5 separate regions of the Mus musculus genome follow, and regions 2, 3, 4 and 5 are each linked to region 1. The links are chromatin contacts, called in public HiChIP or PLAC-seq maps. All regions are on one chromosome and are shown on one strand. The core of a region is the stretch at or near the end of the contact, and the rest is flanking DNA. Distances in the headings are between cores, read along the strand shown.

The links. HiChIP or PLAC-seq counts read pairs in DNA pulled down with a chosen protein or histone mark.
Region 2: a contact with region 1 is called in an H3K27ac HiChIP or PLAC-seq map of large pre-B cells, with 3 times the contacts expected there. The contact joins the promoter of Kif7 here to the promoter of Blm in region 1. A contact is called at or near these places in 1 of 39 promoter capture datasets (pre-B cells) and 1 of 115 datasets of contacts at active chromatin or transcription factors (large pre-B cells).
Region 3: a contact with region 1 is called in an H3K27ac HiChIP or PLAC-seq map of embryonic stem cells, with 2.1 times the contacts expected there. The contact joins the promoter of Mesp1 here to the promoter of Blm in region 1. A contact is called at or near these places in 1 of 39 promoter capture datasets (pre-B cells) and 2 of 115 datasets of contacts at active chromatin or transcription factors (embryonic stem cells and pro-B cells).
Region 4: a contact with region 1 is called in a FOXA1 HiChIP or PLAC-seq map of pancreatic cancer cells. The contact joins the promoter of Anpep here to the promoter of Blm in region 1. A contact is called at or near these places in 1 of 39 promoter capture datasets (liver) and 2 of 115 datasets of contacts at active chromatin or transcription factors (large pre-B cells and pancreatic cancer cells).
Region 5: a contact with region 1 is called in an H3K27ac HiChIP or PLAC-seq map of microglia, with 5 times the contacts expected there. The contact joins the promoter of Ap3s2 here to the promoter of Blm in region 1. A contact is called at or near these places in 1 of 39 promoter capture datasets (neural stem cells) and 2 of 115 datasets of contacts at active chromatin or transcription factors (microglia and pro-B cells).

Annotation. Positions count from the first base shown.
Region 1 is chr7:80,533,169-80,538,438 of GRCm38.p6, reverse strand. Blm (Bloom syndrome, RecQ like helicase) reads left to right here and starts at 3,320. Exons shown (of 22, transcript NM_001042527.2): 1 at 3,320-3,396.
Region 2 is chr7:79,712,592-79,717,861 of GRCm38.p6, reverse strand. It overlaps Kif7 (kinesin family member 7), which reads left to right and starts at 2,155. Exons shown (of 19, transcript NM_001291222.2): 1 at 2,155-2,197; 2 at 3,680-4,031. The coding sequence starts at 3,704.
Region 3 is chr7:79,791,168-79,796,437 of GRCm38.p6, reverse strand. Mesp1 (mesoderm posterior 1) reads left to right here and starts at 2,848. Exons shown (of 2, transcript NM_008588.2): 1 at 2,848-3,573; 2 at 3,847-4,197. The coding sequence starts at 2,911. The coding sequence ends at 3,915.
Region 4 is chr7:79,846,245-79,851,514 of GRCm38.p6, reverse strand. It overlaps Anpep (alanyl (membrane) aminopeptidase), which reads left to right and starts at 3,305. Exons shown (of 21, transcript NM_008486.3): 1 at 3,305-3,370.
Region 5 is chr7:79,917,717-79,922,986 of GRCm38.p6, reverse strand. Ap3s2 (adaptor-related protein complex 3, sigma 2 subunit) reads left to right here and starts at 2,347. Exons shown (of 6, transcript NM_009682.3): 1 at 2,347-2,478. The coding sequence starts at 2,410. It overlaps 5430400D12Rik (a long non-coding RNA gene), which reads right to left and starts at 2,338. Exons shown (of 2, transcript XR_003946805.1): 1 at 2,048-2,338; 2 at 1-1,938.

The sequences.
Region 1 (5,270 bases), core at 2,071-4,570:
AGGCAAACCTCTCATCACCCACTCTTACTATCACAAAGTCCCCCCAGATGTGATCCTGCATATGCAGATGTGGAGGGTCTGCTGATACCGTGACCTGAGATAGCATGTTCGTGGCTTCGATTGCTACCATTTTGTGTAGAGACAGAGTCTGGCTCTGTAGCTCCATCTTCTTGCATTTCATCAAAGCTGCCTTGTAGTCTTTCTATCTTGCTGAGCTCTGAGGAAGGTTGTACTGAAGGTGGAATCCAGAGCCTTCTCTGTGCTAAGCTAAGCTCCTGCTCTACCACTGAGCTGTAACCCTTCCCCGATTTCCTGGCCTTACCGTTAAGTCTGAAAAGTGTGAGGAGAGAGACCCAACCTACAACCATCTAACTGCAGCATCATTTATTTTAGAGGTGCACCCGAGACTGATCAGCTGGCTGTCCCACCCTAAATTGGAATTTTAGAGATCAGCCCTGAATATGAGGAAGACAGGCTTTTATAGCTCAGGGTAGGGGGTTTCCAAATGAGGGGTTTGGTGGGCAAAATACTCAGGGTTACAGGAGCAGAACATACACATAGCAAGCTAGTTATAATGACCTCCTGAAATGAAGATGTGATTGCCATTCCTAGAATAGGCGGTACAGAACCATGTGTACTTATAGGTGGGACATAGGGACATTGAGAAACAGAGGCTGAATCATAAACAGAAGTGAACCTAGTTTGTTTTTACTATAAGATGACTTTTAAGCCTTACATGGAAGCGTGCTGGTCTTTCACTTGCCCTCAGATCAGGGCACCTTCTCTGCAGTCTTTTCTGGTCCTCCACATCTGCATTTGCATCCCTGTTGTGATAGCATAACTTGAGCTAGCATGTTCATGACATTGATTGGTACTGTTTTGTTTTGGGACAGGGTCTGGCTACATACCTCAGGCTGACCTCAAATTGGAGATCTTCCTGCATCTGCCTCCCGAGTGTTTCAATTATAAGCATGCACCACCACAGCTAACTTGTATTGCTACTATGAATATTAACTTATGTATTGTCCCTCTCGACAGACTGAGCCCAGATGTATTGTAGTTCTTCAGGGCCCATCTAGCACAATGACTTGACTAGGGACAGAGAAGTGAAGATAAACGAAAAAGGAGAATGTGACATGCAGGCACATTTAGCTAAGTGTTCCTTCAGGAAGTTGTGAGCATCACACTTACTGCCTGGGTGCGACCACTTGAGTCCCAGTGTTGTTGGTTCTACTCTTTTTGGTAGATTGTTCATATCTTCTTCTTACCTCTATTCTGTATGCTTTTCCATTTGCTATTTAAAAACTGCTTAATTATTGGGGTCTGGTGCTGCAGGCATGCTCCTTGGAAGGCAAGGGCATTAAAATTTCAATGCATAGCTGGGTAGTTGTGTTAACCACCTTTAATGCCAACACTTGGGAGGCAGAGGTAAGTGGATCTCAGAGTTCAAAGCGAGGCTGATCTACAGAGTGAGTTTCAGGACAGCCAAGACTACACAAAGAAACCCTGTCTCAGAAAGAAAGAACAAACAAAAGAGAGAAAGAAGAAATGAGGAGGAAAGGAAGGAAGGAAGGAAAAAGAAAAGGGAAAAAGAGAAAAAAAAGGAAGGAAGGAAGGAAGGAAGGAAGGAAGGAAGGAAGGAAGGAAGGAAATTTCAAGGCATGCCTGCACTTCCTAGCACTCAGAAGGCAGAGGCAGGCAGATGTCTCTAAGTTTGAGGCCAGCTTAGTCTACATAATTAAGTAACAGGCTAGCTAGGGCTACATAGACGCAGCTTTAAAAACATTTTATCAGTTTGTCAGCAGGATGCCTAAAGATGCAGACACATATAGATAGTAAGAAATTTACAATAATGAAACACATGAGTCTAGTCATCATCTGCAGCTATACTTCCTTGGTTTTTGTAACTCATAATAGTTTAGCACAAATGCAATATATAGAACTTGCATATTGTATTTTGGATCTCTAGGTATTTTCACTATATGTGTCCTCTAACCCACAACTCTCCACCAGTTTTCTCTAGATATGAATATTTAAATTTTATAAAGATCCCACATATAAGATCATGCAATAATAATTTACTGTGTCTGGCTTATTTCACTTAGCATAATGTCCCTAAATGGAAAGATCTGGTTCTTTTTACCAGGCTAATTACTATTCTGATGTGCATTTCCCGTCTTTCTCCTGACAGCTTATTTTCATATCTTGGCTATTGTGGATTATGCAGCAATGAACAAGGGAAAGCTGATAGCTTTAGGAAGTTATTTATTAATTTTCTTTGGGTATATGTCAGAGGAGATGTTTCTGGGTCATGAGGTAACTTTTAGTATCTTTCAAATCCTTTGTACTGTTTTCCATATTGTTGTAACAGTTTGAATTTACTCCTTAAAAGAGGGAAAGGGTCCGGCAGTGGTGGCATACGCCTTTGATCCCAGCACTTGGGAGGCAGAGGCAGGTGGATTTCTGAGTTGGAGGCCAGCCTGGTCTACAGAGTGAGTTCCAGGACAGCCAAGGCTATACAGAGAAACCCTGTCTCAAAAAACCAAAATAAATAAATAAATAAATAAATAAATAAATAAAATAAAAAGAGGGTAAGGACAGATGACAGGGTTGGAAGAGAAAAAAATTAACAAGAGCCCACTTTGGTGGAATATGTAATCCTAGTATTTGGGAAGTGTAAGTAGGTGGATCGGGAGTTCAAGGTCAGCTTCTCCTACACAATTTGGTGGAGGTTTGAGGCCAACCTGGGCTATGTAAGGTCCGGTCTCAAAAAAACTAAAAGTTACAAAAATAGAAGATCAGGCATCACCGGGCTGCATTCATGGTGGAAGCTACCCACTAGAACTGAAGCTTCACCCTCGGCATCTGCATGCCAGCTGAAGTATCTGAGCTTGCGACCGATTAATGACAGTCAGCAGTGGAAGAACCGCCGAAGTTTCACAAGAATAGAGGGTGAGATCCAAAAGAAGAGGCCCACAGACGCTTCGCCTGATTTACCGGAACTAGCAAGCCTCGGCTGTCTTCAAACATCACAAAATCTCTACCATGCCACAGACTGGGCTTCAGGCGCCTTTCCCTACACTAGGAAAACAAAAAACAAAAAACAAAACAAAGCCTTACTACGCCGGAAGCCAGGTAGTTTGCCATAATCACCTGACCGGTCAGCTGCATTCGGATTGGGCTTTAGTAGTACGTGCTCGGGGGATACCGCCCCAGCAGCTCTAGGGGCGGGGCCAGGAGCCAGAGGCCACGGTATTGGTTAGATCCTTCAGGGATTACCCAATCAGAATCATCCTTCTTGCCGCGCAGAGCGTGCGGCGCGGGGCGCAGGAGGGCCGTGTCGGCGCGCGGAGTTTGGATGGTGGTTCCGCCCGGCGCGACGTAAGCCTGAGTGAGGTGAGTTCGGCGCGCGCTGGGTTGCGGTGGCTCCGCCGACTAACAGAGCCCGAGGCCTTGGCCATTTCACCAGTCATCCGTCCCAGGTTCTCCGAGCCTCGCTTGTGGCGAGAAGCCCAGACCGGAGTAGAGACCTGGTGACCCAGAAAAGGCCATGTCAGGCGGCCGAGGCTCGAGTCTCACTGTCCACACTTTCCTTAAGGCCTTGATTGTCATACGCGAGAAATTAGCTCATCTGCTTCCCGTAGTTTGTGTAGTGCTGCAACGACCCCTCGTAGCAATGCATGCTTTCGAGACGCCAGAAGAGGTGGAGGTGCCCTGTTTTTAATCGGAGAAGCAGGAGCTCAGACCTCGTTTGCCGAAAGGGCGCGCGGGCTTGGATGCCAGATGAGGTTTGAATAGGACCTGCCCAGCTCTGAAGCCTATCTCACTGCCCCAGGCTTCCTCCCAGTCCCTCTTAACTGTCATAGGTTACCGGGTGAGGGTGACTGAGATGAACCTGCCATCTTCCGGTGTCGCCTTTAAATACACAGCTCTCCTACCTCAGCAAGGGGTAGGGGTGGGAAAGACTGATCGAGAGATGACAAGATGGAGGAGAAGGAGAGAGGCAGACGCCTGGGGAGTAATACATTTAATTGAGCTTGGAAGGAACTTGTCTCAGCCATCCAGTGCTGAGTTGACGTCACACCGTCTCAGCCATCCAGTGCTGAGTTGACGTCACACCGGCTTGAGTCAACATTTTGTTAGCCTGACTGCTATTCTGTTTGGATGTCACTTTAACTTTGCTTGGATGAAGTGGGATTTTTAGGTTCCCAAGATAGGGATTTAGTACCAGTTTGTTTGTTTTGGATCTTGTAGTCCCGTCTGGCCTCAAACTTGTAGAGCTGAGGGTGACTTTGGACTCCATGATCTTTTCAGCCTCAACCTCTCAAGTGCTTGAGTTACAGACCCATGTCACCATCCCTGTTATTTAAAGTGTATATACTGTGAAATATGTACTTCTGCAAAAGAGACTCACAGATTTCTCTGTGTAGCCCACTGTAGACCAGGCTGGCCTCGAACCCTGATTCCACTGCCTTTCCCTCCTGAGTGCTGGAATTAAAGGCAATGGCTGCCACTGCTGGACAGAATGTAGCATCTTAAACTTGGTTGAGGGACATGCTCTATTTTCTAAATTTTTACCTTTTGTCAGGAATGGAGATAGGAGTATGTTCTTGTCCATGTTTGTGTGTGTGTGTTAATGTGCAAGAAGACCAGAGGTACCTTCTGCAGTTGTCTTCCATCTTAGTGTTTGGGGCAGTCTCACTGAACCTGGAACTTACTGATTAAACTAGCAAGCCTCCCAGGACTGGCATTATAGATGCACATTACCACTCCTGACTTTCTAAGTGGGTTCTGGAGATCTGAAATCAGGTCCCTATGTTCATACTACAAGCAGTTTACTGACTGAGCCATCTTCCCAGGCCTTTTCTGTCTTACCAGGTTCAAAGTAATTGAAAAATTATCTGTATAATTTTGTGCCTAAAAGCCTTTGAGTATCTTGCTTTCCTGTAGAATAAGATCAGTTGCCACTAGGAATTTTGGTGGTTCACACCTATGACCCCAATTGGCACTTTGAATGAGACAGGAGAATGGAAAGTTAAGAGCAGCTTTATAAAGACTATCTTAGAAGCAAGCTACCTCCCAGAGCAAGCCTATAATCCACACACACATAGAAGGTGGAGACAGAAGGATCAGAAGTTGAAAGTTTTCCTCGGGTGCATAGTAAATTTGAGACCGGTCTAGACTATATGAGACCCTGTCTCCAAAACCCAAAACAAACATTAAAATGCTCATTACATTTATAATGTCTTTCTGTCACTCTGGCTATTATT
Region 2 (5,270 bases), core at 906-3,405, 820 kb after region 1:
GGCAGTTCCAGTGATGTCTAACGCCACAGAATGCCACAATTTTACCATAACATTCACAGCTTTGGTGTTACTTCCCCTGTAACTTAATTACTGTAATTGCTGTTATAATTACAGTCATAACTCCTCTGGAAAACGTGAGGTTCCATCAATTACCGTGTGAGCTTTATGCAGCTCCGCGGCTGGCTTCTTGGCAGTCACAGCCTAAATGAATCTCTTCTGTTGTCTCCGTGGCAGGCTGCTTTGCACTTTGTGTTACTCCTGCTCAGGGCTCCAACTGTTTGGGACCCACCGTGCAATTCCACAGCATGCTGAGCCTCTAGCTGCAATTCCACTCTAGCTGAGCCTGCATTGCCCTATTGCTTTATCTCCTTCACGGAACTGTATTTTATAGGAAGTGCCACAACTTCTGGTGGCTCCCAAGCATCAGCTCTCATGCATCTAACAGAGAGCTGCCTGGTGTCCTCTTGGTGGCCCTTCCTTATACTCCTATTTGAAAAGTCTAGGATATGGTTGTGGATGGCTCCTCAGTCTGTCATCTCCTGAGGCCCTATAGGGCCATCACCCTGTCGGAGCTTAGCTCAGGGATGAGCAGAGCACGTGACATACAGGAAGTGAAGGAAAGAACCTAGGGACAGATCACTTGATCCCAAGAGCATGCCACACCACGTGGTGATGCTCCCTCACTCCTCTGGGTACTTAGTGTCTGTAGATGACAGATCATACATGTGGGAGAGCAGGCACTGTTGTTGCCCCTGACTCAACCTGCTGGGGATTGTTAGTCTGGAACTCCTGCCCGTGCCCTGCACAAGTTGGGAAACCCATCTGCCCTCCTTTCCTCCAACTCTGCCCTCCCAGAGAAAATGTCTGGCTAACACATCATCACTTTATCACTCTTGGGCTCCCCGTTGCCAGCAACCCACCCAAGAGTGCCCACCCAGGGGCTCAGTTTTTGACCATGTGTGAACATCACCCCAGCTCCTTGCTGGCACTCCTCACCTAAACTCTATAAAAGCCCCTTGCTTTAGCGGATGTGTGACGTCACTGACCTCCACCTGTGAGATCGGTGAACCCACCAGAGATCTGCCTCCTAATAAACCTGCCTGTATCTACTTTTAATCTGGTCTAATCTGGCCTGTATCTGTGTCACCAAGGGAGAGAATATGCCTATCAGGGACCCCCGGCCCCTGCTTATCTTACCAATGAGACACCACATGGCCTCATCATTGGCCTCACTTCAGGCTGTGATTCTACTGTATGGGGCTGAGTGTTTTCTCATATAGATCTGGGAGAACTGGACATTTCTGCAGCCTTTAATTATGCTGCCTCTATAGCAGGCAGTCATCTGAATACATCTATCAAAATTTGTTTTTCTTTAGTGGTGTTTTAAGTGATAAATATGTATTCTGGGATGGTGGTGGTTATTCGTGGTACTTGGGATAAAAAAACAAGACTTCCCTCATGCTAGGCAAATGCCCCACTCTGCCTCTCCCAGTCTGCTTTCCAGATTTTTTATTTTTGTGTTTGTCCAGAGGCTACACCTCTGTAGCCAGGATGGTGCTGATCCCCTGCTGCTCAAGGATTCTGCAGAGTTCTGGGATTATAGGCATGGGCCACTCACCCTGGCTTGGATTCTAGATTTGAATTACAAATTCAACAAAGCATGGTGTTTCCAGTCAAAGAGATGGACAGCCAGCTTTGCCTCTCTGGATGACAAGTGTCCCTTGACAGTGACTCTAAACTGCGATTGAATCTCATAAATCCTAAAATGAGACATAGTTTTAGGAACTAAAACTTCCTAGGGAAGGTGGTTTTGTTGTTGTTACGTTTTGTTTTTAATGAGGATTATGGCTTAACCCTGGGAGCAGAAAGAAAGAAGTGGGTCTATGAGAAGACAGATGTCTGGTGCCGATTTCCCAGTTTTCTAAGACCTGAAGAGAAGCCACTGGCTGCTTCCCTGGGCCCGCCCCCCGGCAGAGGCCCGCCCCTCCCCCATAGGAGGGCCCGCCCAGCCCCGTCTGCGGACCGACTTGGAGGCGCCCTGCCTGCGCCTCCGCCCCCGAGCGCCGGGGCAGGCGGGGTTGCGGGTGAAGGGAGGGATGTTTGGGGGGGCGGGGGTCCCGATGACGGCATCGGAGCGCGCCGGGTCGGGGCGCCGAGCTTGGCTGCGCGTCCCGGGACTGCGCTCGCACTCTGGCAGGTGGGTGTGGGTCCCGAGGGGATGGAGGGCTAGACAGGGCTCACCCGGGAGGCGACTGAGCAGCCCCCCATCTGTGCCCCTCAGCTTACTGCGAGCTCCCTCACTGGGCGGGCCGGGCCAGGAGGAGCAGCCTGCGAGGGTCCACGTTTGTAATCACTTTTGCAAACTTTCCGGGAGGGCCTGTTCCCAGAGGCCGATCGCGCGGGTGGAGTTGTCAGGGCGCCTTTGAGGCTCGGAGCCTTGATTGTGGGGAAGGAGAAGCCGGGACCACACACAGCTCCAGAGTCTACCTGGGGATTGGAGTGCCGCCAGGCACTGTTACCTCTGTGTACCCAGGCTCCAGCACCTAACCAGAACCGAATGAATGAGCGGTTATACAAGCAGAGATGCTAAACAGTAAATACGAAAACAACGAAGTGTAGCGTGGGATACTGCGGTTGAAGAATGTGGTGAGAAAGGAGAAGGCGAGATTGGGGGCGGGAGGGGTCCTCACGGATTGCTAGATAGTATTGTACCCTGTGCTGGGTGCTGATGATAGAGTTCGAAATAGACAAAGAGGGTTCTTGCTTTCCATGGGGAGAGAGACTCTGGCTCTGGCATCCGTGTGGTCAGTGTCTGATGTGGGCAGCACAAAGGGCTGTCTGTAGTGGTGATGGGACAGAGCAGAGCAGCTTCCCTGGCCCTGTGGGGAAGGTGAGCCCAGCCCAAGCGTGGGTGGATGAAGATGGTAACACAGAGGTTGATGGCCTGAGAGGAAAGGCATGGTATTCAGGAGATGGGGAAGGTAGGGAGTGTGTTCTAAGCTTCCTTTATTGTTAGTGGGGTGTAAAAATGAGACTGTCACAACTGTGTTTTTGAAAGATGCTCTAGACTGCGCGGTTGGAGAGGTCGGGGAGACTGAAACTCGGAAAGGGAGCAGGCAGAAGTTATCCCTTCAGGGTGTCAGCAGCATGACTGGTTTTGGCAACAGGATGAGGAGTGTAGCTGATAATCTTGAGAGATACTTAGGAGATAGAACTGGCAGAGTTGGGGGTGGGTGGGTATGGGGGACTTTTGGTATAGCATTGGAAATGTAAATGAGCTAAATACCTAATAAAAAATGGAAAAAAAAAAGAACTGGCAGAGTTTAGTGATAGGAATTTGGTCTTGAAGGATCTTTTGGCTTCTTTGAAGAAGATGGGCAGGTGTCAAGCAGTTTCAGGGAGGAGCAATGGTAGAGACTTAGAAGGGGGAGTGGGACAGCTGGAACACAAAAACCGGAGATATCAAGTGCTGGGGCTTTTTTTATTTTTTATTTTTTGGCCAGGGGAGGATGTCAAGAAAAGTTACTGTGGCTTTATGGTTTTGTGGTTTGTGTCAGTTGGGTGCCCCTTTGGGCAGATGCTCTGAACTTTGACTACCCCTCCGTCAGTCTCCCCAAAGCTATGTGGTCTGGCCCCTGTAGTACAGGCCAGTGGCAAGGGCCTTTTCTTTTCTCTGCAGATTCCGTAGCTGCTGTCCTTCAAGATGGGGCTGGAGGCCCAGAGGCTGCCTGGGGCTGAGGAGGCCCCCGTGAGGGTGGCCCTTCGAGTTCGCCCATTGCTGCCCAAGGAGCTGCTGCATGGTCATCAGAGTTGCCTGCGTGTGGAGCCTGAGCGGGGTCGAATCACCCTGGGGCGGGACCGACACTTTGGGTTCCATGTGGTCCTGGGAGAGGACACTGGGCAAGAGGCTGTGTACCAGGCTTGCGTGCAGCCCCTCCTCGAGGCTTTCTTTGAGGGCTTCAATGCCACCGTCTTTGCCTATGGTCAGACAGGCTCTGGGAAGACATATACCATGGGGGAGGCCAGTGTGGGTGAGTGATGCTTACTATGTTTCTGAATTTTCTGTACCCCCACCCCCACCCCCACCCCAAGGCAAGGATGCTGAGGAGGGAGTGGGCATCTCCTGGGCAGAGGTCAGCACTCCATGTCAGGTGGCTGGGAAAGGCAGGAAGTGGGGTTTGTGGGTGAATGGCTTTCTCAAGAATGGGTTTTTGGCATCATAACAGGAAAACCAAGTGTGTCTTAGGATGTCACCAAGGGCTCGGAATCATGTTCCCATCGGAACAGTTGAGATTGGAGCCTCTGCATCTGGGGAAGACTCTTTTGGCCACTCCATGGCAGGAACTGTCCCCCTTTAAGGAACATGAGCCATTTTATTTTCTCCTAGCTCCTGTTTTTACTGCAGTGGGGTTGCTAAAACAATGCTATGCTGGTGCATTGTAAACAGAAATTGACTCTGGGGGCTCCAAAGACAAGGTCAAGTTGTCAACAAAATTAAAGGGCAGTAGTTTCCATATCACCTTACAAGGGAGCCTGTTCGTCTTTTGTGGCAGGGGCTTGTCTGAGGCTGGCCTGATACTGTGTAGTCCAGGTAGACTGCAAACTTTTTTCTTTTTTGTTTTTTTTTGTTTTTGTTTGTTTGTTTGTTTTTCGAGACAGGGTTTCTCTGTGTAGCCCTGGCTGTCCTGGAACTCACTTTGTAGACCAGACCAGCCTCGGACTCAAAAATCTGCCTGCCTCTGCCTCCCGAGTGCTGGGATTAAAGGTGTGCGCCACCACCGCCCGGCTGGACCTCAAACTTTCAATTGTTTCAGTTTTCCCAAGTGCTAGGATTATAGACATGTACTACCATACGTGGCTCAAGCCTTTTATTTAGCAGTAAGTGGCTCTAACCACTCGGCAACCTCCTCTCCAGCCCCACAGAGGGGTTTTGTTTTGTTTTGTCTCTCTTACATTCAATTCATTCATGAGGGCTCCAACTCCACCCTACTTCCTAATATTATCACAGGAGGGGTGAGGATTTTAATGCATGAGTTTTGGGGAGACATACACAGACCATAGCAATGGCAGAGGCATAGTTGTAGAAAGTTAAGAAAATGCAGGAGAGTACATGCAGAGAATAGCAGGCCCGATGATTGCCTTCCTGAGCATCCCAGTCCCTCTGTGGAGATGATTATACTTTATACCTCAAGCATGGCTTTTTTTTTTTTTTCCCTTCATCTTTTGAGACAGAATTTCCCTGTGTAGCCCTGGATGACCTGGCACACGCT
Region 3 (5,270 bases), core at 1,599-4,098, 740 kb after region 1:
CGAGCATCAACTAAGAGGCATAATCCCTGTGCTTGAACTCCAGGCTCTTGTTCAGATAATGAGCCCCAAGAAGGCATCCATTTGCCTCGGTTCAGACCAGATAGACCTCATGGACAGCTGCAGCCCGAGAAGGGGCCTCCTGGGCCAGGCACACAAGTTCACGGCATGGGCTCCACTTCTCCACTCCACCGTGGAAGTGAGTACTGCCTCTCTGGGTGTCCTTGTGGGCATGGTCCTTCTGACAGAGAGGCAAGGATGGAGAAGTGTTTGAGGAGGTCACAGGCAGTAGAGAACAAAGAACAAAGGCATGGTAGTGGGCAGAGATGCCCAGAGAATCAGGTACCAATCCATTGAGTCTCCACCACCAGAAACCATCACCCATCTGGAAGACATTGGGGTGCAAACATTCAGGGCACTGGGAGATCTGAGTGCCCTCCTCCAGAGGAAGAAAGAGGTTCAGATGTAATACCAGACACCAGGAACCTGGTGGCCTAGCTGGAGAAGAGACAGCAGGTGTGATGTCCGCACTAGGTCAAGGGTATGAAGCAATGCCCAAGGAGTTCTCCCATCCTTCGTCTGCTGTACGCCAAGCGAGTGCTCCATCAGCCCTATTATTATTTTGAGACGGGGAGTCACTAAGTTATCCATGCTGGCCTTGAACTTACTCGGTAGCCCAGGACGTTGTGGCTCTCCTGCCTCAGCTCCTCAAACAGCTGATCCCAGATCTGTTCTGTCAGGCTCAAGGGTTTGTTTTTGAGATGTGCCTGAAACTCACTCTGCAGTTGAGAATATTTTTTCAATTTTCTGTGTGTACTAGGGCTTTGCCTCCATATATGTTTGTGCTCTGTATGCTTGTGTAGTACATAGAGGCCAGAAGAGTACAATCCCTAGAAATGTCGTTATAGACAGCTATGAGCCACCGTGTGGATGCTGGGAATCAGTCAAACCTGGGTCTCGAGGAAGAGCGGCCAGTACTTCCTTCGTTTGTTTGTTTGTTTTGTTATTGTTGTTTGTTTGTTTGTTTTCAAGACAGGGTTTCTCTGTATAGCCCTGGTTGTCCTGAAACTCACCTCTAGACTAGGCTGGCCTCAAACTCATAGATCTGCCTGCCTCTGCCTCCCCAGTGCTGGGATCAAAGGTGTGCTCCAACATACCTAGCTGAGTAGCCAGTGTTCTTAACTACTGAGCCATAACTCTAGGCCAGAGGTGATCTTGAACTTGAACTTCTGGTCCTCCTATCTTCATCTCTCCAGTGCTGGGGTTACAAGCCAGTGCTACACGTGGTTATGCAGTGTTGGAATAAGACCTAGGGCTTCCGGCAGGCTAGGCAAGCACTCTACCGACTGAACCACACCACCAGCCCTCTAATAGGTGAGACAGTCCAGTAGCATAGGATGGCTTCAAATTCACTTTGCAGCCAAGACTGGCCCAAACTCCTCTTGCCTTCATTTTCCAAATGTTGGAATTACAGGCATGTGCGTGTATGCCCAACTTCTGGAGACTTTATTAATAAGCATGTCACATATAAGTGGGGACAGGTTTGCTTTAATCTCTCAATTTGTATTTATTTCTCTTTATTTTTCCAACCTAGTCCCTTCATTCAGTACAACACTGAACAGGTATGGTAAGAGCAGGCATCCTCAACAGCCAGGCTCACAACTGCAGTAAGCTGAGGCAGCAGGATCAGGAGCTAAAGGCCAGCTGGGTTAGAGTAAGTTTGAGGCTAGCCTGGGCTACATGAGACCATGTTTCAAGATGTGGGAGGAAGAACACTGGAGAGACGGCTCAGCAGTTAAGAAGAGCACATGTTGCTCTTGAAGAACCCAAGGTTCTGTTCCCAGAAGCCACCTCAGGCAGCTTACAATTGCCTGCAAGGCCCGATCCTAAGGAACGTGACACCTCTGGCCTGTGTGGGGGCACCAGCACACACACACACACACACACACACACACACACACACACACACACATCTTTAAAAAATAAAAGGCAGCCTATGAACCTAACAGGTAGCATCCTATGAAATAGATTATAAAACTGCCATTGGGACAGATGAAGGTTTCTGCTTTTCAGGGTTTTTGGGTTTTGTTTTGTTTTGTTTTGTTTTTTCCAACACAGGATCTTATGTAGCCCATGTTAACCTGGGCCATATACAGCTAGGCCTGGCCTTGAACTCCTGACCCTCCTGCCTTCACCTCCCAAGTGTGCCACCAGCTCAAGGAGTTGAGTTTTGTCAAAGGACTTTTTACTCACTGTAGCTGACCAAAGCAGCAGAGCTCCAGTCATGGGAGGGCTGGGAAGGGGACCAAGCTCCCCATCTTGCCAAGACTAGAAGTGACTTGTAGTGTGGGGAGGCAGGCTCACCTCTCCCCCTGCCCGGACACCCCAGCAACCTCACAGGTCGGTCGGGATGGTTTCTTCAATGTGCCTCCCATAGCCTGGACATCAGGGAGGACTACAGGCCACATCCAAGCCTCTGGGAAGGACTGAACTAGAGTTCTCTCCGTGTCTAGAGGTCCCTAGTCCACAGTTGGCCAATGCAATCCCGAAGTCTCTTGTTATACAATTTGTAAATTAAAGTGATGGAAAAAAATGGCGTAGGGTCCCTAATAAATGAAGGTGTACCCTAAGCCTAGGAGCTAGACTTCAGTTCTCTGAGCATGGTTCTTTCAACTGGCAGTCCTGGCCATAGGTGCCTGACTTACTGAGGCCCCAAATATGGTCCAGGTGGAGCAGACTGGACTAAGGGGTCCTGCACCTCAGAGCCCCTGCTATGGTTCAAAGGGTTCAGGCCCTGCCCCCCTCCTGGCTCGAGCCGGCTTTGATATGCTGATGAATTCTGGAAGGGGCCCGCTTCACACCTAGGGCTCAGGATAAAGCTACAGCGGACCCAATGGTCAGGCCTCCGCTGCCATGGCCCAGCCCCTGTGCGAGCCGCGCTCCGAGTCCTGGATCCTGAGTCCCGCTGGTCGGCAGCCACCGATGCCTTCCGATGGGAACAGCGTCTGCTCCCCAGCCTGGTCCTCGGACCCGTGGGACGGTGCCCAGGCCAGCAGCCCTGCACCACCCTGCGCCCGCCCGGCCCGGCGTGCTGGGACCCCGGGTAGGCGCGGGACGCACGGTAGCCGCCTGGGTAGCGGACAGCGGCAGAGCGCCAGCGAGCGGGAGAAGCTACGTATGCGCACACTCGCCCGCGCGCTGCACGAGCTGCGCCGCTTCTTGCCGCCATCCGTGGCACCAACCGGCCAGAACCTGACCAAGATCGAGACGCTGCGCCTGGCCATCCGCTACATTGGCCACCTGTCGGCTGTGCTGGGACTCAGCGAGGACAACCTCCGGCGACAGCGGCACGCGGTGTCACCTCGAGGCTGCCCGCTGTGCCCCGACAGCGACCTGGCGCAGTCGCAGTCGCTCGGTCCCCGTTTAAGCCCGGCCGTCTGCAGCGGGGTGTCGTGGGGATCCCCGCCTGCCTACCCTAGACCCCGAGTCGCCGCAGAATCGTGGGACCCATCGTTCCTGTACGCAGAAACAGCATCCCAGGAAAGGCAGGAAATGGAGCCCAGTCCCTCATCTCCGGTTAGTAACCCCTTCCCCCACACTGTCGAGGTGGCGCCCCCTACTGTTGGTGCGCGACGCACAGCCCCACGTCGCGGACCAGCCTCTCTGCTGCACTCAGGATCTCCCTTGGGCGCATCCCCGTGTGCCCTGGGTGTCCGAACAGGGTGGGAGTTGGACAGGCAGGGATTAAGGACGCTTTGCTTGCTCGCTTAACCTTGAGCGTGGAGCGGATGAGCGCGGACCTGACCCTGGGGCAGGTGTTGATTGTGGCGCTGTTCACTCTTCCTGCAGCTCTTCAGCAGCGACATGCTGGCTCTTCTAGAAACCTGGACGCCGCCGCAGGAGTGGCCGCCTGCCTGAAGAGTGGAGGGGACAATGCAACGGATGATTGTCACCCTGTCTGAGCACAGACACTTTTCCTTTGGTCTTGGCACCTTCGGAGGGAGTAGATCCTGGAAGAGGCGGCAGTGATACCAACATGGGCATCCCGGGGTGGGAGCTGGCCCTCATCCAGACTGTACCATTCCAACCCTCCTTGGAAGGAGGCGCCCAATAGGGTACACGCTCTAAAGATGAAGCAGGCACAAGCTTTGCCTGGTGTGTATTTATTTATTTGTGAATAAACCGATTGTGCTAGTGTCATTTGGAGGGTTTATTTTTCTTTCTTCCTTATTTGGGGGTGTGTGGGAGGGGGAACCTCACACTGTACGGCCCAGGCTGGCCCAAACTCATGGTGGCACGAGCCCCCATTGCCCCATGCTCCCATACCCTGCTGGAAGTTCTGCTATGTGTCAGGGAAAGCTGACATGGGATTGTGGAGGAGGAGTCTTGTAATCTCCAGCCTGGAAACACAAAGGCCTTCTACCCTCCTTCCTGGTCAACATCTATGCTGCATGGGTCAGTCTGAAAGGGTGGGGTAGGGTGAAACGGAGTGGGGAGCTTCCTGAGAGAAGGTGACAGGAAGTAGTTCCTCTTTTTTAAATGTAGGGAGGGACTGGATAAAACCAGAAAACACAACTCCTTTAGTGTTTTTGTACCTTGGTTACCTTTGCATATATTTCACAGACACATAAAGGACAAGACTCTGAGCCATGTAAGGCTTGGGCATTGCCATGCTCAGCGGTGGGAGGGAGCAGAACGGCGTGTCTGCTCTTCTGGGCAGCTGAGCCACATCTGGGACACCGTCCCCACACCAGGGCACCATCTCCCTGGCTAGAGCTTCCCATCTTCATGTGGCTTGGAGGCCTGGCTAGGATTCGATGAGGGACCTGTTGATCGCTAACCTGTGCTGCTATAGTTCAGGTCAGGAATGTGCAGCCGAGAAGAGAGGCTCCTGGAGCCCAGAAAGAGGCTGGCATCAGCAGAGCAGGAGGTCCAGAGAACCGTCCAGTAAGGGCCCTGACTCATGGCAGTCTCTGCCAAGGGTGCAGGGGCAACTCTCTCTCCCCCTCAACTCTCAGAAGCTCAGGCCTTGGTATTCGTTTATTTCTTTTAATATGCATTTTGTTGATGTTGTTTTGAGATAGAGTCTCATTCCACCAAGGGTCGTCTCAGGGGATGCCGGGTGACACACGTGTGCCACTATGTTCTCGTGCTTCTCTAGAAAGCTCACCTCAATGACTTGGCATATCCATAAAGCTTTACAGTTATCACCACTAATTTTAGAGTAATTTTTATCACCTCCAAAAAGAAGCTACTGGCCAGATGTAGTGGCA
Region 4 (5,270 bases), core at 2,056-4,555, 690 kb after region 1:
GTGCTCCGTAGAATACAATTCTGAAAGTGCTGGGTGGAAGGGAGATATGATTGTCATGATAAATATTGCCAAACCAAGCCATCTCTGGCTGCTCAGCTGGTTGCACATCCACCAGCAAGGCTGGAGGGACCTGCTTGCCTTCCTCCCCCTGCTCTGCCTCAGCCCCAGTCCACTTACCCACTCAAAAGCTTGGGGTTTTGTTGCTGTTGTTTTCTTTATTCAAGACAGGGTTTCTCTGTGTAGCCCTGGCTATCCTAGAACTTGCTCTGTAGATCAGGCTGGCCTCAAACTCAGAGTTCTGCTGGCCCCAGCCTTCCCAGCCAGCTTTATTGTTGTTGTTGCTGCTGATAGTGTTTACGTTAAAAATCTGTGAGCTACACAGATTTTTCAGTGTCGCTCAGGCTGACCTTGAAATAGAGATCCTCCTGCCTCAGCAAGGATTGCAGACAGGATACATCACTAGTTAGTAAGTAGCCCCCCTCCCTCATCCCTTGCTTCCCCTCAGACTCTCTGGGTTTTGAGCCCCTGTATGCTGGATAAGTATTTTACCACTGAACTGGGAGCAAAAACAACAACAAAAATCTTGTAGTTAAAATCTTTATTTACTTTATCAAGAGTTATCCAGTATCTTTCCAGGCCTATGCCTATGATCCCAGTACTTAGGAGGCAGAGGCAAGAGAATTATGAATTCGGGCCAGCCTTGGCTACATAGTGAGTTCCAGCTTGGCCATAGAAGCTGGCCAGCTTGGGCTATAGGAGACAATGTCTTAAAAAAACAAACAAAACGGGCTGGAGAGACAGCTCTGCGGTTAATGCTGACTGCTCTTCCAGGGGTCCTGGTCACCACGCCTGCTCTTTACATGGGAGCCGGGGATCTTATATTTGCACAGCAAGCACACTCACCCACTGAGTCATGTTCCTAGCTCATAATGCTGACATTTTAATGTTTTTACCCCCTTTCTTCTCACGTTATTTTGAAATTTTAATTCTTTATGTAGTCAAATGTATTGATTTTTCTTTAGAGGCCTCAGATTTGCTAAAACACTTAAACAGGCTCTCTTTCTTCTCAGGTTCCCCTTTTAAAAAATCCCCCTGTGGTTTCACTGAAATATGTATGTTTTGCTATATATGAAATATTACATACATTTACTTCAGTGGTAGAGATCCATTGAGCCCAGGGCCTTGAACATTCTCTATCCATTTAGCCATGCCCCAAGCCAAAACATGACGTGTTTTTAATGATGGTATGGTATGTCACCATATGAGAGGACTATAATTTATTTAGCCAAGCCCCTATTGCAGAATGCTTAAGCTATGTTTTCCTTTCCACTACTATGAATTATACAGCAGCAAGAAGCCTATACATACATTTTCAACTCCCTTAGGCTGAGTTCCCGAAAACCACCTTCATTCTCAACCCCACAGCTTCCTCAAAGAGCAGGCGCCCTTCTCCTACTGCAGGTTCCTCTCAATACACCCCCTGTCCAAGACTGAGGTGGGAGCGTGCCCAGAGTTCACTCTCTCTTGGCCTGCCTTAGCCCATCTTTGATTTGTCAGCCATGCCAGATATGACAGAGGAAGTAGGCAGGCGTGGGTCTTGAAGCAAAAGGAAATCTGAAATTGACTCTCAGAGCTCTCCGGGGCCCACTGACTCTTATTTTGCAGGCAACTCACAACTCTAGGAAAGCTGCAATCCAGCAGAACAGTTAGAATTGCCTCATGGCTTTGCCTAAAGGCACCCTGGCCCAGCCATCTGATCCCAAAAGAAGGGACAGTTTGAGAAGAAAACAAGGCTAGTCTGGGACAAGGTGTGACTCAGTAGGAGGGCAATCGCATAGCAACCCCCTGGCCATGAGGTAGGGCAAGAGTAGAGCTAAGCTGTCTAGCAATGGAGAGGATGGGAATGTAGAGAGGACATCATTTACGATGCCTCTAAACCGGAGTTCCTACAGGTAAGTAGAGGTATGGGGTTCGACAGCTCAGGGTCTCCCTTGGAACAGGGAGATCACCTTGAATTATATGGGTGCATCGCATGGGAGAAGCCAGTCAGTATCAGAATGACAAAGCCGAGAGTTGAAGCACCGGTCACTCCTCGCTCCAAAGGTGGCCTCAAGCCAAGGAATGTGGGTGCCTCTAGCCATCGGAAAAGACAAAGATGCTCTCTCTTAGAGCTTCCAGAAGGGAAGCTTCCCACGGACACCCCGAGTTTCAGTACAGTGAGTCTGATTTATAAACAGTATGAGAATAAGCATGTGTCTTTTAAAGTTTGTGTTATTATAGCAGCAATAGGAAACTAATAGAAATGGTACCCTGAATTGCCAATAAAAAAGATGCCCAGGGAGGGAGTGCCCTGGAACACACAGTATCTCGAAGCGGAATGGGGACAAGAAGCATAAACTCCTGGATGCAATCCTTTATTTGCTAGAGGCTTCTAATAACTTTGACTTCTTGAAGACAGCCTAGGTGTCAAGAGTTAGCCAGAGCTTGGCCTGGAGAGGCTGAAGTCAAGGTCAGTCTGGGCTACAGTGAGTTCAAGGTCAGCCTGGATGATTCAGTGAGCCCTTTCCTTTAAAAAGAAATAAAAGAAAAAAGAAAAGGGCTGAGGATGTAGCTCACGGCTGAGCACTTATCTAGTACGCATGAGGCACTGGACTTAAACCACAGTACTAGAAGAAAATAAGGGAGGGAGGGAGAGAGGGAGAGAGGGAGGAAGGGGAGAAAGAGAAAGGAAGAAAAAGTTAGAATTGGTGGATGATCCAGGCTCATGGAAAAAGTGTAGCAGTGAAGCAGGATTGTTGCTAGTTTGAGCTTGGCCTGGACTACATAATAAGTTCGGAGGAAGAGGAGGAGGAGGAGGAGGAGGAGGAGGAGGAGGAGGAGGAGGAGGAGGAGGAGGAGGAGGAGGAAGAAGAAGAAGAAGAAGAAGAAGAAGAAGAAGAAGAAGAAGAAGAAGAAGAAGAAGAAGAAGAAGAAGAAGGAAGAAGAAGAAGAAAAGATAATCAGATTAAGTTCTGTGGAAAGCCTCCAGAACTGTGGGGATTATCCTGTAAACTTTTGAGGCTGTGAGCCCCTCCCTCCAGCTGCAGATGTCTCCCAGATGTGGTGGGCGAGACACTGGGACAGCGGCGGCGCGAAGTGTGGGTGGGTGAGGGCGAGAGGTCTGGGTCTGGCGCGCTGGGGGCCAGGGGCCGCACCGTCGGGGGAGCGGCTGTTTGCGTGCAGGCGGGGAGGAGCGCGGGCGGAGCCGGGTGGGGGGGGGCGGGTGTAGTTCGGGCGGAGCGGTGGTGGGCTCGGGTTACTTCCCTTTAACCCGCCAGAGCAGGCGGGCGGAGGCGAGGCAGGAGCAGCTCGGAGAAGCGTGCAGTCCTAGGCAAGTGTGGGAAGGCAGCCATGGGCTGCGGAAGTTTGGGGACACCGGGTGTGGGGCTTGGCATCTGGGGTGCGGGAGCCAACTGAAGCTTCTGCCCCTACTCAGATGGGTAAACTGAGGTCCGGGAGCTGCCGAAGCTGTTGGAGTGAGTCCCCGAGGGTGCCAGCGGCTCTTGGCCTCCAGGTGTCTGCAGGGCTCCGAGGGAAGCTCCGGCCTTGGTGACAGAAGATGGCCAGGCCTGGAGAAAAAGGGGTGGCTGGAGCCCAGGAACGGTAGCTGGAGTCTGGTGGCCAGACTCAAGGGTTAGAGGGCGGGTGGTGAGGGACACATAGAGGACGGAGCCAGAGATGAGAGGATACAGAATGGCTGAAGTATAGAGGACTAGGGATGGCGCGAGTGGAACAGAAGGTGCACGCTGACCCCTGGAAGTCACGGAGCAAAGACACATGTTTCTGCTCTACAGTCCCAGTCGGGTTAGAGCGGCGGCCCTGGCCCTGTGCCCCAGCCTCTGTGAGGAGACGGGAACTAGACTTTATCCTAGACCCTCGGTTGCTGTGCTCGTCCCATGCATAGATAGGCATGCCTCCTGGATGCGCACCAGGATTCTGCTGCGGTGGCCTCCAGAGAGCAGAGCTGGTGGCAACCCAAGCTTTTTCAGCAGAGGGGTCTTTCCAAATAGACTACCTCCAATAAGGCAGGCTGCCTGCCCTGGAGAGTCTGGGCTTTGGTGACTTAAAACCCAATCCTGCTCTGAGGATACCAGTGACATGTGCTGTTGGGAGATTTCAGGGCACTTCTGTGACTGATGGATCTGAGGTCTAGGGATGTCAGGACCTTGGCCAGTTTATTTGTGAAAGTAGAACTTGGAGCAGGTGGCCTCCCACCTCTGTCAGCGTGGGTGGCTAGTAAGAAGGAGGTGGCCCGGCACCAAACAGGAAGACTGGCCACAATTCCCCATGGGGAAGGGAGCTTTTCCTACATGTGACAGGCCAGGTACAGGAACTAGGACTGTGGCTACGGTGGATTGTGGAATACCTGAGCAATGAGCTGTATAGCTTAGGTTGGCTTGGATCTCTAGGCAATCCTCCTGCCTCAGCCTCTGGATTTGATTATGGTACTCTCCCCCAACTCCACAGGATTTGAACCTAGGGTCACATGCATACCCTGCAGAGTTCCTGAGGGGGCCGCTGCAAGGTGCTCGCCCTTCAGCCCAGAATCCCAGCAGGCTGGTAGCCACTCACCTCAGGCTGAGGGATCCTATAGATTATACCTATGAGGGCAGGGCAAGGCCTCTGCAGAACTGTGTTTGTAGCAGTTTCTGCTGACCCCCGTCTTATGAGTATCACTTCTCAGAACAGTTCCCCATTCCTGATCATGGTCTGACTGAAGGGAATCTGTCCTTCTTGTGGCCTTTAAAGCCACTTCCATCAAAGAAAGTGTGGGACTGTATGACTAGTGCACTTCGCTTGCCCTACAAAGCCCCTCTGTCCCTGCCCCACAGGGACACTGCTCTGGCTCACAAAGGTCAACCTGCCATGGGTTTAATGTGGTTCCCACAGAATGGAGTGTCCAGAGCTCCCAAAGGAAGCACCCTGGGGATTGGCCCAGCCCAGCCCAATCCAGCTGTGACATGGGGATAGGCCATCAGCCAGGATGGTCCTGCTCTGGGGCCTGGTTTTAACCCTGGCTCTATACACTGCTACTTCAGAGTGGGAAGAGAGGCTACACACTATCCCCGAATTCCCTGCTGTGTAGTCTCACAGTGCTGACACCAGAACTCAGAGAGCTTTGGAGATAAACTGAGATGTGGTATGGAGCCCAGACTACCTAGTGTATGTGTGGTGTGCTTGCCTGTGTGTGCCTATGTTTGTGTGGTATGTTTGTGTTTGTTTGTGTGTGT
Region 5 (5,270 bases), core at 1,098-3,597, 610 kb after region 1:
GAATTGGCACCTGTAAAAATCTTGTTAGATTACCAAATGGTTTCCAAAAAGGGTTGTTTTGCATCTATTGGTGGTGCACGCCTTTAATCCCAGCACTCGGGAGGCAGAAGCAGGCAGATCTCTGAGTTCGAGGCCAGCCTGGTCTACAGAGTGAGTTCCAGGACAGTCAGGGCTACACAGAGAAACCCTGTCTCGAAGAAAAAAAACAAAGCCAAAACCAAAAAGGATTGTTTCAGACTGCAGTCTCAGTATCAATGGAGGAGAGAAGCAATGCCATGCTACTTTGACCAGAATTGGGGAAGAAGATTTTGAATAAATATTTGATAAAGTGAAAATTATTAAATATACTTTTATTTGCCCTTTCTTCTATTTATAGTGAAATTAAATGTTTTTCATTTCCTGTATCTACTTCTTTAAACAAAAAAGGTTTGGTTTTTGTTTTTTTTTTTGTTTTTTTTTTTGTTTAGATTTATTAGTGTGTGTGTATGGAGGTCAGAGGACAATAAGTTTGCCCTCTGATCATGTGGGTTCTGGGAATCCAGATCAGGTCATCAGGATTGGCAGCAAGCATCTTCACCTGCTGAGACAGCTCACTGGCCCCTGCGTCTTTTTCTTTTGTTACTCCCATTGAAGGATGGCTTCTAGCTTTTGCCTTTCTCCTGCCTCTGTCTCCTGAGTATCGCAGGTATGTGCTGGCATACCAGCTATAGTGCTGGAGACAGAATCCAGGGTTTTGTGTAAGCGCTCTGCCACCTGTGCTACATCTCGAGCTGTATCATTATCATACACATTTATTGCTATTAATGTTGTGTGTGAACATGAGTGCACACGTGCCACAGCAATGAGAGACAAATTTTGGAAGCCAGCTCTCTCCTCTCTTGGGTTCTGGGCATTGAATTCAGTTTGCCAGGCTTAAAGGGCAAGTGAGTTTGCCTGTGGAGCCATCTCCCAGGTCCTTACTCTGTTTTTTCCTTACCTCTTTAATCCACTGTGGCCCTAACATATATGAAAGTATGAAAAAACTAAGCTGCTTTTTCTTCAAAGTGTTAATCAGTTATCTCAATAGCACTTGTGGAATTCCTTCCTACAGCCAAACTATGATAGCCCCTACATCATATATTAAAATTATTTCATGCCAAGGGCTTGGAAAGACTACATCTCTTCCAAACGACTGGAGTTGCTCCCAGCATTCACTTCAGCTGCTTATAAACTCCAGCTCTAAGGTGGCCTCTTCTAGTCTCTGAGGGCACCTGAAGCAACATTTGGACATATACACATACAACATAATTAAAATTAAATCTTTAAAATTGTTTACCACAGACTATTGTGTTATAGTTCAATAATACTTCACCTTTTAATTATGATTTGAGGCTTGTGAGGTAAAGGCACTGCCAAGTCTGATGGCTTACATTAGATCTTTTACACAGCAAGAGAGAACTGACTCCCCAAATTGTCCTCTGATTTCCACACATGCACCGTTGCAGGCGCGTGGGTCCTCTCCAAAAAAATCCATATAAATGTAACTTTAAAACATACTTCAAATTATCCTGCTTGGTTTGATTGGTGGGCAAAGCTGGTTCCTTCTTGCTACTCTGTTTTAGAATTGTCTTTGACATTTCCGTCCAACATTTGAATCATTTTGTCCCACTTCAATGCAATAGTCATTTGAATTTTTATTTACTAAAATCCCAGGGATGTATGTGGTGGTGCAGGCTTTTAATCCCAGCATTTAGGGTCACAGAGGCAGGCGAATCTCTGAGTTCAAAGCCAGGCAGGGCGACACAGTGAGACTCCGTTTCAAAGAAAGATAACATATAAACAAACAAACGAATAACTAAATGAATAAATAAATGAGAAAAGGTGTTACCAGTTTGAGACCAACCGTTCCGTTTATGTGGGATTGGATGAGAGATCCCGTATGATGTCAACTTTCACCATCTAAAGGAGAGAATGACCGTTTGACTGGCAGACTTTTGCCTAATTCACTGCAACATAAAAGCCTAGCTTTTGCTAGTCCAAGGTTAGAAGAAGAAACACAAACACCTACTGGTCCCTCAAACTGGCGCGGCTGCTGGCAGGAATTGCCAGTCTCGATGCTTGCTGCCGACACGGTTGGCTCCAGGATGGAACCAGAATGAGGGGCTCAGTCCCAGCCAGGCTTGGATTCGTTCCCAGGCTGGCCAAGGCGACCGTGCTCCTGGGCTTCTACAGCCGTGCTCCCCAGGAAAGCGCGCCGACCTCTCAGGGTGCCAGAGCGGCAGGACACTTTAGTGCTCGGTGCCCAGGGGTACCGAGACTAAGTTTCCGGGAGCAGCTTTCAGCGGGACACCAACAGGAAGTGTTCGTGTTGTGCCGGAAGAAGGTGCGTTCTTGGAGCAGGTGGTACCGAGAGAAGCGGGACCGGCAAAGATGATTCAGGCGATTCTGGTTTTCAACAACCATGGAAAACCGCGGCTGGTCCGCTTCTACCAGCGTTTTGTGAGTGCAGCCCCACCAACCATGCCCCTGCGGAGCACCAGAGCCATCCCTTCCCCACGGCCCGCAGCCGCGCTCAGCAGCATCTCCTGCTCTGGCACCGTGCATGACCCACCCCCCTGCTCCTCCCTCATCCTTCCTGGATCTTGGCTTTTCTGTGTTTTGTGACACTTTCCCTTGGGTCTTAGGGACAGACTCAGTACACAGTGTGCCGCATTGAGATATTGGGTGACAGCCTCTGTCTTTAGTTTTTTGTTTCTGTATTTGTTTTGTTTTTTAAATTGATGAGCGTAGTTTTGTGATGATCTGGTCGTTGGGTTCTTTTACGTTTATTTTTTCTCAAGGGCATGGAGAGAAGTTCTTTCGTGGAATCACTTGCTTCAGCATTGGCTGGCACTTATCAGGGTTGGGATACTTTTTATCCTGTAAGGTTGCAGAAAGTCTCTTTTAAAATTAGGGGGAAATGAGCTATTTTTACAAGATGCCAGTTGTAGTGGTGCACACCTCAAAGCTCAGAACTCGGGAGATGGAGGCGAGAGGATCAGGACTTCAAAGTTATCCTCAGATACACAGCTAGTTCTAAGCCAGCTTGAGCTACACCAGACCGCATCTTAAGAAATCATATAATTAAACAAATAAACAAATGCCATCATGGAATGCCTCAGCAATGTTCGTGCACATTTGAATTTTCTGGAAACATTTCCTTTGGGGAAACGCAGATGCCGTTCTTTGCCTTCTGTACCCCAATATTTTATTCGTGGTTAGGTTTCAAAATATCCTCCTGAGAGACTGGTTCTGTCTGAGAGGGAATAAAATCAGAAGACTTTCAGGCTTCAGCCCCACCTTTTGTACACGTTAAGAAATGTCTTGCCGGGCGGTTCTGGCACACACCTTTAATCCCAGCACTTGGGAGGCAGAGGCAGGTGGATTTCTGAGTTCGAGGCTAGCCTGGTCTACACAGTGAGTTCCAGGACAGCCAGGGCTTTAGAGAGAAACCTTGTTTTGAAAAACAAACAAACAAACAGAAATGTCTCTGGGTCTTTTATTCCTTTTTTCATCATAAATGAAAAGTATTTGCTTTTTAAAATAGGATTTTCCAACTACGTTTTTAAATAGAACACTGAATACAACTTCAATTTTTTGTTGTTTATGTTTTTCAAGACAGGGTTTACAACTTCAATTTGCACGTGCATTTGTTTCTCCTAGTTTCTAAGTTTTTCACTGAGCTAAAAATCACTATACAGCTACTTAATGTATGCAGTTTAGTGGCATCTGTCACAATTTGAGAACATTTTTATCTCTATTAAAGAAACTTACTGTTAATAATCAACTACCCTGTTCACAATCAACTGCCCTGTCCCTAAGCAAGCAAAACCAAAACCCAACCAACCAACCAACCAACCACCAAAAGAGATCCTACCACAGCCTTCCACATCCTAGAGTTATAGGCATGCACCACTGTGCTCTGCTGGTCATCTGTGTTTCCCAGTAATTGCTCTGAACATTCATGTGTTGAGTTTTAGTATGGACATTTCTTTTTATTTCTCCTGACTTCATATGTAGTAGAATCATTAGGCCACATAATAACTAAGTGGGGAACTGGAAAAGTGTTTTCCTAGTTGTATATTGTTATCAGCAATGTATCAGTATTGCAATTTCTTCATGTCTCCTTCTGAACTAGGAAGGGAATTGAGAGCACCCCTCCTTCTAGGCAGTCCTCCACCACTGAGCTGCATAATCCTAGCCATGTTGTCTTTATTGAAGGCATTTTAGTGGATGAAAATCGATCGCCTTTTGAAATGGTTTTGATGTCTAGTTTCTATAGTGACTAAGGATGCTGAACCTGTCTTGCGCTTATTGGCCATTTGTATATCTCCATCTGATATAGATCATATAGATCATATATATGATCTGATATAGATCATATAGATCACAGAATTGTTTACGAACTGCTGGAGTGAGACTGCCTTGAGAATTGCAGTGTAGTAAAAAGACAGGACGGGTTGTTAAAGTAACCGGGGCATGTAAGCAGTGGGCAGTTTGCCTTTTTGTTGAGCCAGTAGTAAGTTGGCCCCCTTGTTTGATACCACCATCCCATCCCCACTGTTTGCCAGGTCCACCTGTAGGTAGATAAAGGGCTTTAGCTGGAAAGATGTTTTGTCAGTTTGCGTGCTGATGCTTAGTGAGCGTTGTGTTTCTGAGCACACAGAGTTCATCTTTGACAACAGCCTAGCAAACGTGAGCTTGGTGTGCTGTTCACATGGAAACCAGGAAGATCGTGATTGATTTGTTCCAGTTTGTGGGGCAGTGATTGGCAAGTTTGCATTCATACATTCAGTAGATACTGAGAGATTTTCAGAACGCACACTGAGCCAACCATTTCCTCTCAGTGATTAGTTCCCTGTTTTTTTTTTGTGCCCCCCTCCACCCCTCTTAATAGCTTTTAAAGAACTGGCCATTTCAAAGCTAAGATCAGTGGTATAGTATGAAAGGGATTAATTTTTTTAATGTATTTTTCTGGTTTAAGGAACATTGAAGGTGAACATTTTTCTTAGTTATGCAGTCCAGAGTGTAGTTCCTAGACCCGAAGCACTGCTGTTTGTGGGAGCCTGATAGAGCAAGAGTCTCGGGCCCCTGCCCAGGCAGAGGAAAGCCGAAGTGCATTTAAATATCATCCCCAGCCGACTCATCACACCATGAGAAGACTGACCAGAGGGCTTACATTACTCATAGATTTATTTATTTTAAGTGTATGAGTATTTTGCCTGCATGTATGTGTGTACTACATGTGTACC